2 separate regions of the Danio rerio genome follow, and region 2 is linked to region 1. Evidence: chromatin contacts called from public Hi-C data. All regions are on one chromosome and are shown on one strand. The core of a region is the stretch at or near the end of the contact, and the rest is flanking DNA. Distances in the headings are between cores, read along the strand shown.

Region 1 (7,471 bases), core at 2,805-5,304:
TATATATATATATATATATATATATATATATCGGTTATCTGCCTTCCATAACTCTTAAGATTTGGTTATCGTTATCTGCCCAAAAAAAACCATATCGGTTCATCCCTATAAATTAACAGAAAAGCCACAATTATATATTCAGGCACTTTATCCAAAAGCAAAATCTAAGCATTTTTCAAACCTTACATAACAATTCAAGCATTTTCAAGGACCCAGCACCCGTACAAAACCTGTGTTTCTCAGAAATCTTAAAAATGTTTTCTCACCGTCCCGCACGTCCCTCAGTCTCTGAAACATGTATTTGTAGCTGCTGATGAGTGAATTCTCTCCTCCGTCCAGCATCTCCACGCTCACTGCAGTCTGTCCTTTCCCCATCCAGCGCGGACCCTGCACTGCCCCAAATGTGGAAACCACCTCTCCTCTCCCCCCACGCATGCCGTACTTTTGAGAAGGGGTTGCACTACACAAACACATCACCGATCTTTATAATATAGAACAAGTGCATCAAATTCTCTTAAAAGTAAAAATGTCAAATCAGTTTGTTTACCTTGGTGAGAAGCTGGCAGGTGACAGCATTAGACTGGGACTGGCGAGTCGGGCTACACCTCTCTTAGACTGAGGATGTTCAGGAGTGGTCAGTGCTCGCTTCTGAGAGCCCTGTGTTCATGCAGAAATTAACTCATGTTATTTAACCGATCCAGTTTTTAATATAATGTAAATTACAGTATCGAATAAACAAGTCGGGTTGTATGACAGAAAGAAAGTTTAAAGCCTGATCTCTACACTACTTTCTCAACTTAGATCAACATATAATACGCAGAAAGGCTTTTCATTTTTAATCAGCCAGCTCAAGCGCTTCCGGTGAACTGTCATCCAAATACAAAAATCACTGCATTTAAATTCTGGTTTCTGTAAAAATTAATGATTTTCACTGCCTGATTCATATATTAAAAAGTGGGTCTCAGACTGGACAAGAAGCACTGCATTAAATTCCATTGTTCCATGCGGTGTCTTAAAATATGGAAATTTATGTTACCCCAGTATTTTAATTAAGTTTCTGCACTAGCCTGCTGCTCCTGGCGAACCAATCAATTTTACACTTGAACAACTAAATGAATGCTTACGTCTGTTTAACTGATTATAATTTAAATACATCACATCATCAATGCTGTAAAAGGAACCTTATGAAATTTAAAATAGCCACAGTAACCTTTAACCGGAGGTTAATCTGTGACTGAAAAACACTTGCAGACCATGCATTTTTATCTATCTTCATACATTTCCAACAAGTCTCCCTCATTATTCTGTCTTTATTTAGTCTCACCTTGGCAGGTGTTGAATAGGAATCCAGCATGTTCTCCTCTTCCTCCTCTGCTCTGATTCTGCAAGACTCAGTTAAGAAGATCACTTTGAACATTTATGAATAAAAATTAAACAATCATTAATCTTTATGTTGAGCTTTATGAGGATACAGCTCCTGGATGGAGTTGATGTCTCTGGTTTTGTTTATTTGGCTTCCCTTTGAGGTGCTTTTAGGCTTTTTCTTCTTGTTCAGTACCTGTAAGGAGTGCAGAAGCAGTATGCAAATTAGGGCTGCACAATCCTAGAAAAATTTGACATTGCAATATTTTATTTGTCTGTAATGTACATTGCGATACACTGATGCTATACAGTTCCACCAAATGACTAAATAGTTTTTTGGTCACACTATTTTAAGGTTCAATTCTCACTCTTAGCAAACCCTTATGACTTTTGCTTCAATAAACACCTAATTTGCTCCTTATTAATAGTTATTGTGGTTGTTTGTAAGAACTAATAAGAAGCCAATATATCAACAACAAGCATGCTAATAAGCAATTTGTTAATAGTGAGAATTGGTCCCTAAAGTGTTAACAAATGTATTATATCTGTTTGATTGGGATGATTTTAAAAGGGAGTAAATCGCATAAAATGTAGTACACTACAGGCATAGATAAATGCAACAAAGCAAAAAAAGGTGTAATAAACAGTGCAAGCTTTATGGTTTTGTATATGTAAATGTAAAAATAAATTACACCGCAAAGTCAACTCAACATTGCATATCTATGTAATGTGACTGAGGATTCACACATTGCAATATCAATGCTGAAAAGATATACAGGAATACTGTATTGTTTAGCTCTAAAGCAAATGAAGCATAGAAACATTGTGGATCTTATTTTTGGCATCTCAAAGCACTGCAGAATTTCAGTTGGAGTTTTTAATGTCATTTTACTAACTTCTTGTTCAAACTGGTCCAGGTTTTCGAGAGTGAGCGGCAGCTGCTTTCTGGTGGAGCTAAAAGCAAACCACTCGAATACAATTTCTTCACCCGTCAGCCTGTGACAAAAACACTGCTCCAACACTACAATAGAAAAAAAAACAAAAGTCATGTGTATTTAATTGAGGTAAAGTTTTTCGCACATTCGTTCAGTGACAACTTGTGACATGCTCCCTTTATTGTTCACCGTGGCAGGGCTCAACAAGAAGATGGCCCAGGCCAGCGTGTGAAATGCTCAGGACAGTAGACAGGATTGTTACTGGCCCAATCGTACCAGTGCTTACTAAAGTTTAATTTGCCTGCGACAATGTCAATTGCGTCGAAATACAGTCTTAGAATCGAGAAACAGTTTGTGCTGTTAAGCCTTTAAATGCTACCTTCTCTGTGATATCAAAAACACCATATTGCTTTTCGGGTCCTCTTATGTGACTAGATGTTGTGAGCATGTTTTTTTTGTTTCTGGTCTCAGCGACGAGGCGGTAGCATAAAATTATGAGGCTAAACGAAAACGTTTGTTTCTAAATTCTTAGTAGCAGATGTGGATACAACACAACGAAAAAAATGAAGTAATGTTTGCACAGTTAGTTTTCAGTTTGGCAAGTCAGCCACCATTTGTTAAATAATGTAGAGCTGCAATAAAACACCGGCACATTTTCCATACTGCTCTATTTGTTTGCATAACACTTTGAATTTTGCTCACAATACATTTTAAAAATATATACATCTTAGATTATTTTTGACACATTCTTTAAAATGTGTGGCTAAAAAAAATAGCAATTATTTTTTTTTTGGGTGGGGCCAGTAAAAATATTGGCAGAGCAAGAAAATATCTTAACCACTTGGGTTAGTTGAAAACTCTGCATGGTAATTTGAATATTCAGTCTAAAATCACATGTAAGCATGACTTGAAAACAACACTGGTACTATTTATTTGACTCCAAACAATGTTGTACTTTGATAGTCATTTGCTGCTAATATGATTTCAGTTTTTTTTTTGCAATAAATAATTTCTGAAGTTATTATTATTAAGGAGAAAGTCCTAATGTGTGAACATAAAACCAAATTTACCTCAATGTGTATTTGTAAGTACTTGCCTACAAACACACAACCACATACATGTATATTTGTGTGTTTAAAATTAAGAGATGCATATATTTTAGAGCATTAAATCATGTCAACAATACTAAAATCACACACAATGAATAGATTGGACATTTACTTTTGTCGATGGTGTCATTGTTGAAGGCTATGTTGAAAGTGTCCAGCTCAGACTTGATGTCCTCTGCAGTGACTGAAGCCATTGTTATTGTCCTCTGATGTTCAAATGTAAAAAAACAACCTCCTAAAAAAGAAAACAGGTTTTTCAAAAACATTCACACCACACAATTATTAAAACGGACTTATAACAGTCAGAAATGTTAAGTCTCTCACTAAATACTAACGTAAACACAATGGCGCTCTCGCGAATTCACTTATTTAGCTTTATAAACAGTTTTACTCAACATAACAGCAAGTTCGAAATAAGACAATCCTAATGAACACGTTTTAATGACTTGTATGACAAGATTACCTTTTATTAAACGTCAAAATCAGCTGTCATATTCCTCAGCAGTCTTTGCATCACGTTCGGATTGCCGCGAAAATGTACTACCCGCAAAACCCACTGAAAGGTCACTTCCGGTTCCTGCACGTCTCCTCCAGAACGGCAGAGGGAGCGCAAGGTCAACCGCAACCGAATTTCCTCCCAGATCAGCTGAAAGGAAACAGAATAAACCCTGTAGCTTCTACACGTGTTTGTGGTGCTGTAAACGTATAAGTATTTTTGTGATTTACATCTTACTTTTCACTGTCGCTGATATTATTTGTCAAAATGCCGAAGGTTAAAGCCGAGAAGAAGTCTCGAACACACCAGGAGGTGAAGAGTCAAGGTTGGTTTGAAATGTTTTAGTACTGCATGCTGTCAAACCATTTAATCAAATGTCCCCTTATAGATATAATAATCAAAGTTAAACCTGTAATATATTTAAAATTTAAATAATATAAACCTTTTAGAACTTGCTAGTAACACTTCCTGGTCACTTCTTACTCCAAAACAGAAGAGGAGGCATTATAGCTATTTTTAGGTCCAAAATGTTTACTTTCATTCATCTCATGTATATAAATTAATCCCAGTTGTTTTGACTTATTTTATACAGTATTTGCACCTCTAAAACACCAGTTAACATTTATAAATTAAACCAGGAAATGTACAGTATATTTATATGTTTACTGTGTATATTCAGTTTTCTCACAACAGTGATGTCCCAAAGCAAAACAGTCGGTCTTACTCCCCATAAACACTGCACTATTTAATATTTATACGTATTCATTGCACTTTGTTGAACTAATTCATCTTGAATTGTACATGTCCACTGCACATATACGTTTGTAATTGTTCACACAGCTTAAATCAGAGTTTTATATATATTTTCTTTTTTTTTAATGTTTTAAAAATTATGTTTAACAGATCAAGGGAAATTTCACAGCATGTCTGATAATATTTTCTCTTCTAGAGAAAATCTCATTTGTTTTATTTCAGCCAGATTAAAAGCAGCTTTTAATTAAAAAGAAACATTTTGGGGTTAATATTATTAGCCCCTTTAGGCTATATATATTTTTTCCAATAGTCTACCGAACAAACCATTGTTATTCAATAACTTGCCTAATTATTCTAACCTGCCTAGTAAACCTATTTAACATAATACTTTATGCTGTGTAGAAGTGTCTTGAAAAATGTCTTGTAAAATATTATCTACCTTGATCATGGCAAAGATAAAATAAATCAGTTATTAGAAATTAGTTATTTAAACTATTATGTTTATAATTAGAAATGTGTTGAAAAAAATATCTCTGTTAAACAGAAATTGGGAAAAAAAATAAACAGGGTCTAATAATACAGGGGGCTAATAACTCTAACTTCAACTGTATATATCTGCATATTTCTGATTATTAATAGCAGCCTGTGCACATTCATCTATTGTAAATCTCTGTTCATATTTAATACAACCAGTTATGTTCATAGTACATCCATCTGTAAATGTCTCCATAGTTTTTCTATAGTTGCACTTTATAAAGTATACCTATATCCTGTACTTGCTGCTGTCACACTCCTGGTTAGACCTAAACTGCATTTCGTTGCCTTGTACTTGTACATGTATAATGACAATAAAGTTGAATCTAGTCTCACATCGGGGTAAAGTTGGTTTTATATTCACACATTCATTCTTTTTTGAATAGTGACAGTTTGTGACATGCTAGTTGGAATATTCAGTGAGAAATTCCATGTAAGTGTGACTTTTAAAAAACATTAGTGTTATTTATTTAACTGTAAACAGTGTTGTATTTTGATAGTCACTGGCTGCTAATATGATTTTACTATTTAGAATTGGCAAAGAATACTTTACTGAAATTATAAAGTCTGAATGTGGGAATATAGACAACTTTACCTTAAGTAATCTCACTCACCCATTCAAAAAATACTTTTGACTTTTTTTGTTCAATATTGGATTACATTAACCCATGTTCCATATTTCAGGAATTATGTTTAATACTGGTATCGGTCAGCATATTTTGAAAAACCCTTTGGTTGTCAACGGCATCATAGAGAAGGTCAGTAATAGGGATTATGAGTTTTTCTGGATTGTTTGTCTATTTCCTTTTAAGGCTGAATGAGCTTTCTCAGTGCACGTCTATACTGTTACAGCACATCATAATCAGCATATTTATTTATTAACAAAATGTATTTTTCAGGCAGCGCTGCGACCAACAGACGTTGTTCTGGAAGTTGGTCCTGGAACAGGTAACATGACTGTCAAACTTCTGGAGAAAGCCAAGAAAGTAAGTAGCTTTTAATGGATGTTTTCTTTCTAATTTAAATATTATTGGAACTCAACCAACCGTTATTTCATTGTTTACTTTTTACTTAAAGGTGGTTGCGTGTGAGTTGGACACCAGGCTTGTTGCTGAGCTTCAAAAAAGAGTCCAGTGCACGTAAGTACTTTTCATACAACTTTATCATCACTACCCCAACAACAAACTTAGCACATGCTTAATCGAAAAATCCTTTTTATTGAACAGTCCAATGCAGAACAAACTTCAGATCCTCATCGGGGACGTCCTCAAAACAGAACTCCCCTTTTTTGATGTCTGCGTGGCTAATCTGCCTTATCAGGTAATGTTTTGTTTATTATTTTGTTTATCTCTTTAGTTGCTGTAGATCTGATTTCTGAGTACATCTGCTGTACAGCACTGAACATGTACTCAAAGCGAATTTTAAATACTTAAACTTGCTTACTCTGATGTGGTTTTCATGCCAAACTCATGCCGTTTTCTTTTTTCATTCTGTAACCATAAAGAAAAAAACAGGTCTTGTTCACTCTTGACCATATAATTGCAGTGTATGACCAGCATTAAGATGATAAAAATATGATGACATAAATTTAATGCATTATTTTACAAGAATCTTTTACTCATTGTTTGAATAAATCAAAATTTAAAATATGATTCACAATGCCAAGAAATCCCAGAAAATATATGCATAGTTTCTTTACTGAGATGAATTCCTCTAGATGGGAACTCAATGGTTGTCATTCATTCATTCATTCATTCATTCATTTATTCATTCATTCATTCATTCAATCATTTTCTTGACGGCTTAGTCCCTTTATTACTCTGGGGTCGCCACAGCGGAATGAACCGCCAACTTATCCAGCAAGTTTTTACACAGCGGATGCTCTTCCAGCTGCAACCCATCTCTGGGAAACATCCACACATACACACATACACACTCATACACTACAGACAATTTAGCCTACCCAATTCACCTGTACTGCATGTATTTGGACTGTGGGGGAAACCGGAGTACCCGGAGGAAACCCATGCGAACGCAGGGAGAACATGCAAACTCCACACAGAAACGCCAACTGAGACGAGGATCGAACCAGCGACCTTCTTGCTGTGAGGCGTGCTACTCACTGCGTCGCCCACTCTAGTTGTCAGATAAATGCAATAACTTAAACATACAGGCATTGAATTTTATGTAGTGTTTAATTTGCATTGATATTCCAACTAATTGTGGGTCTTTTCTGGTGCTAACAGTGCTTTCTACAGTATGAATGGTCAACAGGTCAGGAT
Region 2 (7,471 bases), core at 2,447-4,946, 430 kb after region 1:
TGACGATTTCTATAGTACTGAACCCTTCTTGTGGACATTTAATAATTTTTTGGTTTGAGTATGTTATTTTCATCTTATTTTACAAATATTTATCAAGAAAACATGCTAAATTATGCACATTCCGATGAATGTCTAGGTTTCCACTTTTAGCCAAATATAAAAATTCCTGACTTTCTTTCACAGGCTAAATGTTGTATTACCATGGCCTAAAATGGACAGAAAAATAAGTCTTTGCATAATTTTAAAAAAGTTTGAGCTTGAATATCATTTTGTGTGAGTTTAATAGCATTATGAGAACAACAACAGATCATTTACCACAGATTTTAAAAAGGAACAAAAATAAAAAGATCACTCAGTATTTGAAGTGGCCGAAAGCTCTTAAAATGTTCTCCTAAAGGGATAATTCACCTAAAAAGACATTTCAGTGATTGTTTACTCACCTTCGACAATTTTCTAACCGGTTTAAAAAAAAAAATTCCGTTGAACATAAAAGAAGATATTTTAAAGAATGTTGGAAACATGTAATCATTGGCTTCCATTGTATTTTTTTCAGGTTCCCAAAATTCTTTTTATTTTTGCATTCAGCAGAAGAAAAAACTCATATGGAACCACTTTAGTGAGTTAATTTTCATTTTTGGATGCAATATCCCTTTAATTAAGATTATATACAAACCTGAGAGTAGTATTGGTAAAATTCACTTGAAAGGAGAGATTACTCTGTGGTAATTATGCACACACTATTAAGAACTTTCTGCATTTTCACTGTTAGTAAAAATGTACTCACTTTTGACTCAAACTTGTTTTTATGAGATTATTTCTTCTGTTAAAGAAAAAAAGAAGGTATTTCAAAGAATGTTGAAAACCTGACATCCAGAGCAGGAAAAGTCAATAGTTTCCAATATTCTTCAAAAAAAGGAAGAAAGAAACAACAACAGAATTTACATTTTTTGATGAACTATCCCTGCTTATACTACAAATATTTACAATCTCATTTTTGCAATTGACAAACAGAAAAAAGGGCACTTAAAGGTATAAAGCGCAGCCGCTGTGTTTGTGACAGTGTTTTACCTCATCATCATGAACCAGCTCTTTCTTCACCACCTTCATGGCGTAAATCTGCTCGTTCTTCTTGAGCCGGACGAGCAGCACTTTTGCGTAACTGCCTCTGCCAATGACTCGAATCAGGTCGAAATCCCCCAAACCGAGACACTGAGAGATCTGAATGCCCTCGATACCATCCACCACTGCCTTCAGGTCCTGTAAGGTAACGACACACATACATATTAAAGTCTGAATTATTAACCCTCCTGAATTATTAGCCCTCTGTATATTGTTTTCCCCAATTTCTGTTTAACGACAGAAAGATTTTTGTAAACATCATAGTTTTAATAACTCATTTCTAATATCAGAGATTTTGTTAATCTTTGCCATGATGACAATAATATTTAATATAATATTTTACAAGATATTTTTCAAGATACTAGAATTCAGCTGAAAGTGACATTGAAAGGCTTACCTAGGTTAATAAGGCAAGTTAGAGTAATTAGGCAAGTCGTTGTATAATATTAGTTTGTTCTGTAGACTATCGAAAAAAATATATTGCTTAAGTGGGCTACTAAAATTGACCCTAAAATGCTTTAAAAAAAATCAACTGTTTTTATTCTAGCCGAAATAAAACAAACAAGACTTTCTCCAGAAGAAAAAATATTATAAGAAATACTGTGGAAATTCCTTCCTCTGTTAATCATCATATGAGAAATATTTTGGGAGAAAAAAAATATAATAATAAAATAAATCATAGAAGGGCTTATAATTGTGACTTCAACTGTATACATGTACATTTATTCCTGCTCTCAAACAGCAGAGTAAGGATGTGTGTGTGGACTATGTGTTATCGAGAATGTGAGCATGTTTCTGAGTGTTTATTAATCTCACCTCTGAATCATCTTCAGCTTTCTCCACCTTTCGGTTGTGTGCTAAGAAAGGGACTGGAACTGAAAGACAGAGAAGGAGAAAACTTTATTTAATCAATTAATTTATTAATTTATTTAAACTTTACTTGATTTTTTTTTCTTTTATGTTGTTCATGTTATTCTTCTCTTAAAAGTTATTTAAATCTAAATATTTATGCATTGTTGTTGTACACAATTGTATTTCTGTAGCAAAGCTGAAAATGTTCATTCCAATAAAACAGATTTAACTGAGCCTGAGAAAGAGAAGAATATTAATCAGTATCATTTACTATTATTATTAGTCCTGAGCTTATTAGGAAATAAAATAGATAAAGCATTTTAATACAACAGTAAAGTAATCTATTTATTTTATTAATAATTTGAAAATATTTTATTACATTTTAGGAAATAGTATTTATTTATTTATATTTATATTCTTATTATTATTATTATAAATGTAATATGTAAATCTATAGCAAAGTAAAGAGAAACTATTTGAGCATTTAAAAAATAACACTAATATTACATTTTATATGCATAATAATAATAATCAATATTATTTTCTGTTATTGTTTGTCCCAAGCTTATTAGAATATAAAATAGTTTAAGTATTTCAATACAACAGTAAAATAATCAATTAGTTTTATTCATTATTTGAATATATATATTATTATATTATTAGTATTATATTATTATTATTATTATTATTATTATTACACATTTAATATGGGTATTTTTAGCAAAGTAAAGAGAAAGTATGTGAACATTAAATAATAACAATAATATCATATTATACTTATTATATATAAAATAATATAATATGTATAATAATTTGATAATAACAATAACTTATTAATAATAATATATATTTGTGGAGATGCAGATGACAGATGCAACATTTATTTGTTTAATAAATTAAGTATTATATTAATTAGTCAAAATAATTATTAATAATCAGCAATAATAGTATTATTACATTAATAATAATAATAATCATCATCATTCATTCATTCATTCATCTCCTTTTCGTCTTAGTCCCTTTATTAATCAGGGGTCGCCACAGCGGAATGAACTACCAAATTATCCATCAGGTGTTTTACGCAGCGGATGCACTTCCAGCAGCAATCCAACACTGGGAAACACCCATACACTCTTGCATTCACACTCATACACTACAGCAGTTTAGCTTATCCAATTCACCTATACTGCATGTCTTTGGACAGTGGAGGAAACCCTAGCACTCGGAGGAAACCCACGCCTGCATGGGGAGAACATGCAAACCCCACACAGAAATTTCAACTGACCCAGCTGGGGCTCGAAAAAGCGACCTTTTTGCTGTGAGGTAGTAAATGTATTATTTTATTTTCTATTTTAGATAGAAGAAAGCATTTCAAAAATAAAATAACAACTACATCAATAATAATAATAATAATAATAATAACAATTATAATAATAATAACAACAACAACAACAATAATAATAATAATAATAATAATAATAATAATAATAATAACAACAACAGTAATAATAATAATAATAATAATAATAATAATAATAATAATAATAACAATAATAATAATTATTATTATTAGTAGTAGTATTATTATTATTACTATTATTATTGTTGTTTTTGGTGTTGTTGTTGTTATTATTATTATTATGAATTTCCATCTTATTTATGAATTTCTAAAAGCTTGTAAATGATTGAAGCACTGCCTCCAGCAGGGGGAGCCACACACCACTCTGTCAGACAGACACACACACAGGTCTCTCTGTTTCTCTCAAGCGTGTGAAAGTGAATTCCTCCCAGCTGATCACCTCCAGTCTCTTACAGTCAGCAGAGCCCTCAGTGGCAGATAGAGGACACACTGACCCCGATACTCACAGAAACAGCACTAAACACGCACACAGAGGCGAGATGGAGACCTACTTGCGTCTGTGTCCTCTGGGTCCTCAGGGGGAAGCTCCACTTCTTCTCCACTTTTATCATCGTCTACCAGCGGCTCCTGTGATGGCATGACTGGATCCTGCGCAAAACAACACAGATGATGATAATGATGATGAAGACACAGCAGATGTGCTTTACAGGATCTTTTTCTCTTTAAATCACAATATCAGCTACCCTAATGTGAATCCAAATCAACCTTATTTACTTTCTTTATGAAAGGTGCTTTTTATTATTATTTTTTATTTTTTCATATCTTCGATGAATTTACTGATAAAACCCAACAGTCAACTTTATCAAATTAAATAATTGTAGTTTATTTAAAATTGACTGAAAGTTAATTCTACTCATTTGAAAAGAGATTTGAACTCAGTGTCGAAGGTAATGAGTTGATTAAATACTTTATTACTTCAACTTAAATGGAGTAAGTTTACAGTACTCATTTTGATTAGTTTTTTTTTTAAAACTAAAACGGTTTGTAGCAATCGGTTTCCTCAAATGCTTTGAGTTGCCTTAACTTATTGGGTTTTACAGTACTCAGCTGGTTTGAGTTGTCTTCATTTAGTGTGGTTTATTCATAAAATAATTTCGAGAGAATCACGTGTTTATGATCAACATGGCTGGCTCCTTATTAGCTCCGTAATATGTCCTATTAGATGATTACGGAAGCATTAGAAATAATGAGAGTTTTTCACTCCAGTTATCTTCGTCTTGAAGCTCCCCCTCCTTTCCACCCCTACATTCTCCCCCTTTTCTGACAGGGCGACACGGTGGCCCAGTGGCTAGCACTGTTGCCTCACAGCAAGAACACCTCTGGTCTAACCTATCAGGCCGGTTGATGTTTCTGTGCGGAGTTTGCATGTTCTCCCCGTGTTCGCTTAGGTTTCCCCCAGGTTCTACGGTTTCCTCCCACCGTCCAAAAACATAAACCATAGCCAATCAACTAAAGTACACTTCTCACGGCGACAGGGGAGTTCTCGAGACCTACCTGAGCTTGAACTTCCCTCTCGCCCTTCTAACGTGAAGGAGCCCCGGGCTCGAGGATATTACAGGCTCAGGGCTCTATCCCGGGACAGCATGCCAAATACGCTTTGATTATCAGCTAAGTGTGAACTCTTAGATTGGGTTTTTCTGTGCTCAAATTGCTTCGTTTACTCAAATGGAGTAAGTTCACAGTACTCATTAGGATTAGTTTTTGAACTCAAATGGTTTGTAGCAATTGGTTTCCTCAAACTGCTTGAATTACCTTAACTTTTTGAGTTTTACAGTGTATACTTACATACTGTAACTAATTGGAAAAAATATGTATTAAAATTTGTGTTTGCATTTCATCAAATTAAAACAGATGAAAACTAAAGTAGATTCGATCATGTTGCATAAAATTTACCACAAAATACTGTAACACTTTAGTTTAGGTCACGATTCACACTATTAACAAGCCATTAACTAACACTACTAGCTTATTAAACTACTAATTAGCTGTTTACTAACAGTTAGCAGGGCTTGACATTAAAATTTTTGGATCCCCAGCCACTGTGGCTAGTAGTTTTTCCAACATTACTAGTCACTCGACATTTTCACTAGCCACAATTTTGTTGTACATTCATTCATTCATTCATTTTCTTTTCGGCTTAGTCCCTTTATTAATCAGGAGTCACCACAGAGGAATGAAACGCCATTGTATCCAGCATATGTTTTACCCAGCAGATGCCCTTCCAGCAGCAACCCATTACTAGGAAACACCCATACACTCTCATTCACACATATACACTATGGCCATTTTAGCTTACTCAATTCACCTATACCACATGCCTTTGGACTGTGGGGGAAACCAGAGCACCTGGAGGAAACCTATGCCAATAGAGGGAGAACATGCAAACTCCACGCAGAAATGCCAACTGACCTATATATTTTTTATGCATAAAATTTGACTCAACTTTGTGTTTTTTCCACATGCCTCCTCATTCGTTTAAATTTTTCTCTCAAAAGAAAGCAAGTGAAAAACATACCTTTGAATGTGAATGTAAAAGGATGATCACGTGAAAGGTTAAAGCGAAAGCAACCTATTGCTTACAAAAAGACTGTTAGCCAACACTCACTTTTGAGGATTTACAGATACCTAAATTTAAATAGTAACAGTTTTTGACTCCAGTAAGCTACAAACACAAAATGGGTATCATTGGAAAGAAGACACTTTGATCTTTACTGTGGTAAAAGGAAAAGTCACATGCTCAAAAATATAAAAAGTTATACATTGTCAAGTCATGACAATGTTTTTTTATTGTGTTCATTATTTGTTTTTCCATATACAAACACAGGAAAACATTAATGTAATGTCCTAGAAAAAATATAACTTGAAAGCCATGTGACTCATGAGTTTATAATTCAAATTTGATTAAGACAGCATGCAAAATGAGATTTCTGTAAAAAAAAGTTGGGTTGTTTCTCTTTTCATCTATTCATGAACATTAACATGTGGAAAAACAGCGCCCCAGTGCGTCCGTGTCGGGGTGCTGGCTAAAGGGTTACAAAATCTGGATCTCTTGAAAGCAGCAGGACTGTGGGTGCACGAGCGTCACTTTTTGTTCAGTCTATTTGAAGGAGAACCAATCGCACCAGTTTTGTTTTCAGGTATGGATGCTTCACGCAAGGAATCGTTTCTTTTTTAAAACATTTAAACACTCGCGTGCATCACATCACCTGAAATCAGCCTTGACACTGAACTCCTCGTCAGTGCTTCAGGATTATCTGTGTCAGACTATGTTCGTGATCATTCTCTCATTCGGTATTCAACTGCTTTCTTTTACTCACGCGAACACAGTTATTATTGTTATTATAATCTCTTACGCAGACCCCTCATTGGGCAATCCTTATTGTTGAACCCTGCTTTTTAAGAAATCTACTATTTAAAAATGATCTTCAACCAGCCAAAGTGGTTGAAGTGACTGTCTAACCCGCCACAGCTGAAATCTACAGTACCTGCGTTTGGCAGGTTGTTGTTAATGTCGAGCCCTGACAGTCAATAAGGTAAAAGTTAGGTTTAGATTTTGAGTAAGATTAGAGATGCAGAATAAAATCATACTTAAGTACTACTAATGAACAGCTAATGTCTTAATAATAGGTAGGTAATAAGCCAGTAGTTTATAACATCAATCAATACTTAAACTAAAGTGTAACACAAAATATTTTATAAGTTAAAATAAATTTTCTAAATGCTTTCAAATTTCCTTGATCTAATAATAAAACAATACAGCTGGCAATTTAATTTTAGTAACATTTTAATACTAAGCAACTATTGTAGTTTAAAGCGTAAGTTCAGTTTTGTAATTTTTATTTCATTCAATCATTCATTTTCCTTTGGCTTAGTCCATTTATTAATCAGGGGTCACAGCGGAATGAACTACCAACTATTCAGGCATATGTTTTACACAGTGGATGCTCTTACAGCCGCAACCCAGTACTGGGAAACACCCATACACCCAAACACTCATTCACACACACACTATAGGCCAATTGTGTTTACTCAATCCACGTGTCTTTATTTCTTTTAATAAAAATAATAATAAAGTAATTG

What was found. A called contact is a pair of places that touch in the nucleus more often than the background predicts.
Region 2: a Hi-C map of embryo shows a contact between it and region 1, with 3 times the contacts expected there. The contact joins the enhancer-like site here to the promoter of dimt1l in region 1. A contact is called at or near these places in 7 of 18 Hi-C or Micro-C datasets (caudal fin, embryo, fibroblasts and 3 more) and 1 of 4 datasets of contacts at active chromatin or transcription factors (caudal fin).

The regions. Positions count from the first base shown.
Region 1 is chr8:19,038,801-19,046,271 of GRCz12tu, forward strand. dimt1l (DIM1 dimethyladenosine transferase 1-like (S. cerevisiae)) reads left to right here and starts at 4,055. Exons shown (of 12, transcript NM_001003556.3): 1 at 4,055-4,227; 2 at 5,874-5,947; 3 at 6,089-6,175; 4 at 6,267-6,328; 5 at 6,416-6,509. The coding sequence starts at 4,170. It overlaps pola2 (polymerase (DNA directed), alpha 2), which reads right to left and starts at 3,969. Exons shown (of 19, transcript NM_199581.2): 1 at 3,870-3,969; 2 at 3,519-3,641; 3 at 2,259-2,383; 4 at 1,473-1,558; 5 at 1,325-1,382; 6 at 548-657; 7 at 267-460. The coding sequence starts at 3,600.
Region 2 is chr8:19,468,030-19,475,500 of GRCz12tu, forward strand. It overlaps prkcz (protein kinase C, zeta), which reads right to left. Exons shown (of 18, transcript NM_001030091.1): 7 at 3,883-3,979; 8 at 1,936-1,994; 9 at 1,069-1,257. Among named protein-coding and RNA genes, the nearest start is that of si:ch73-70k4.1, 82 kb to the left of the region's middle. Within about 2 kb of position 3,697, at least 9 of the 62 cell types and tissues checked have an H3K27ac peak or open chromatin away from gene starts, as enhancers often do.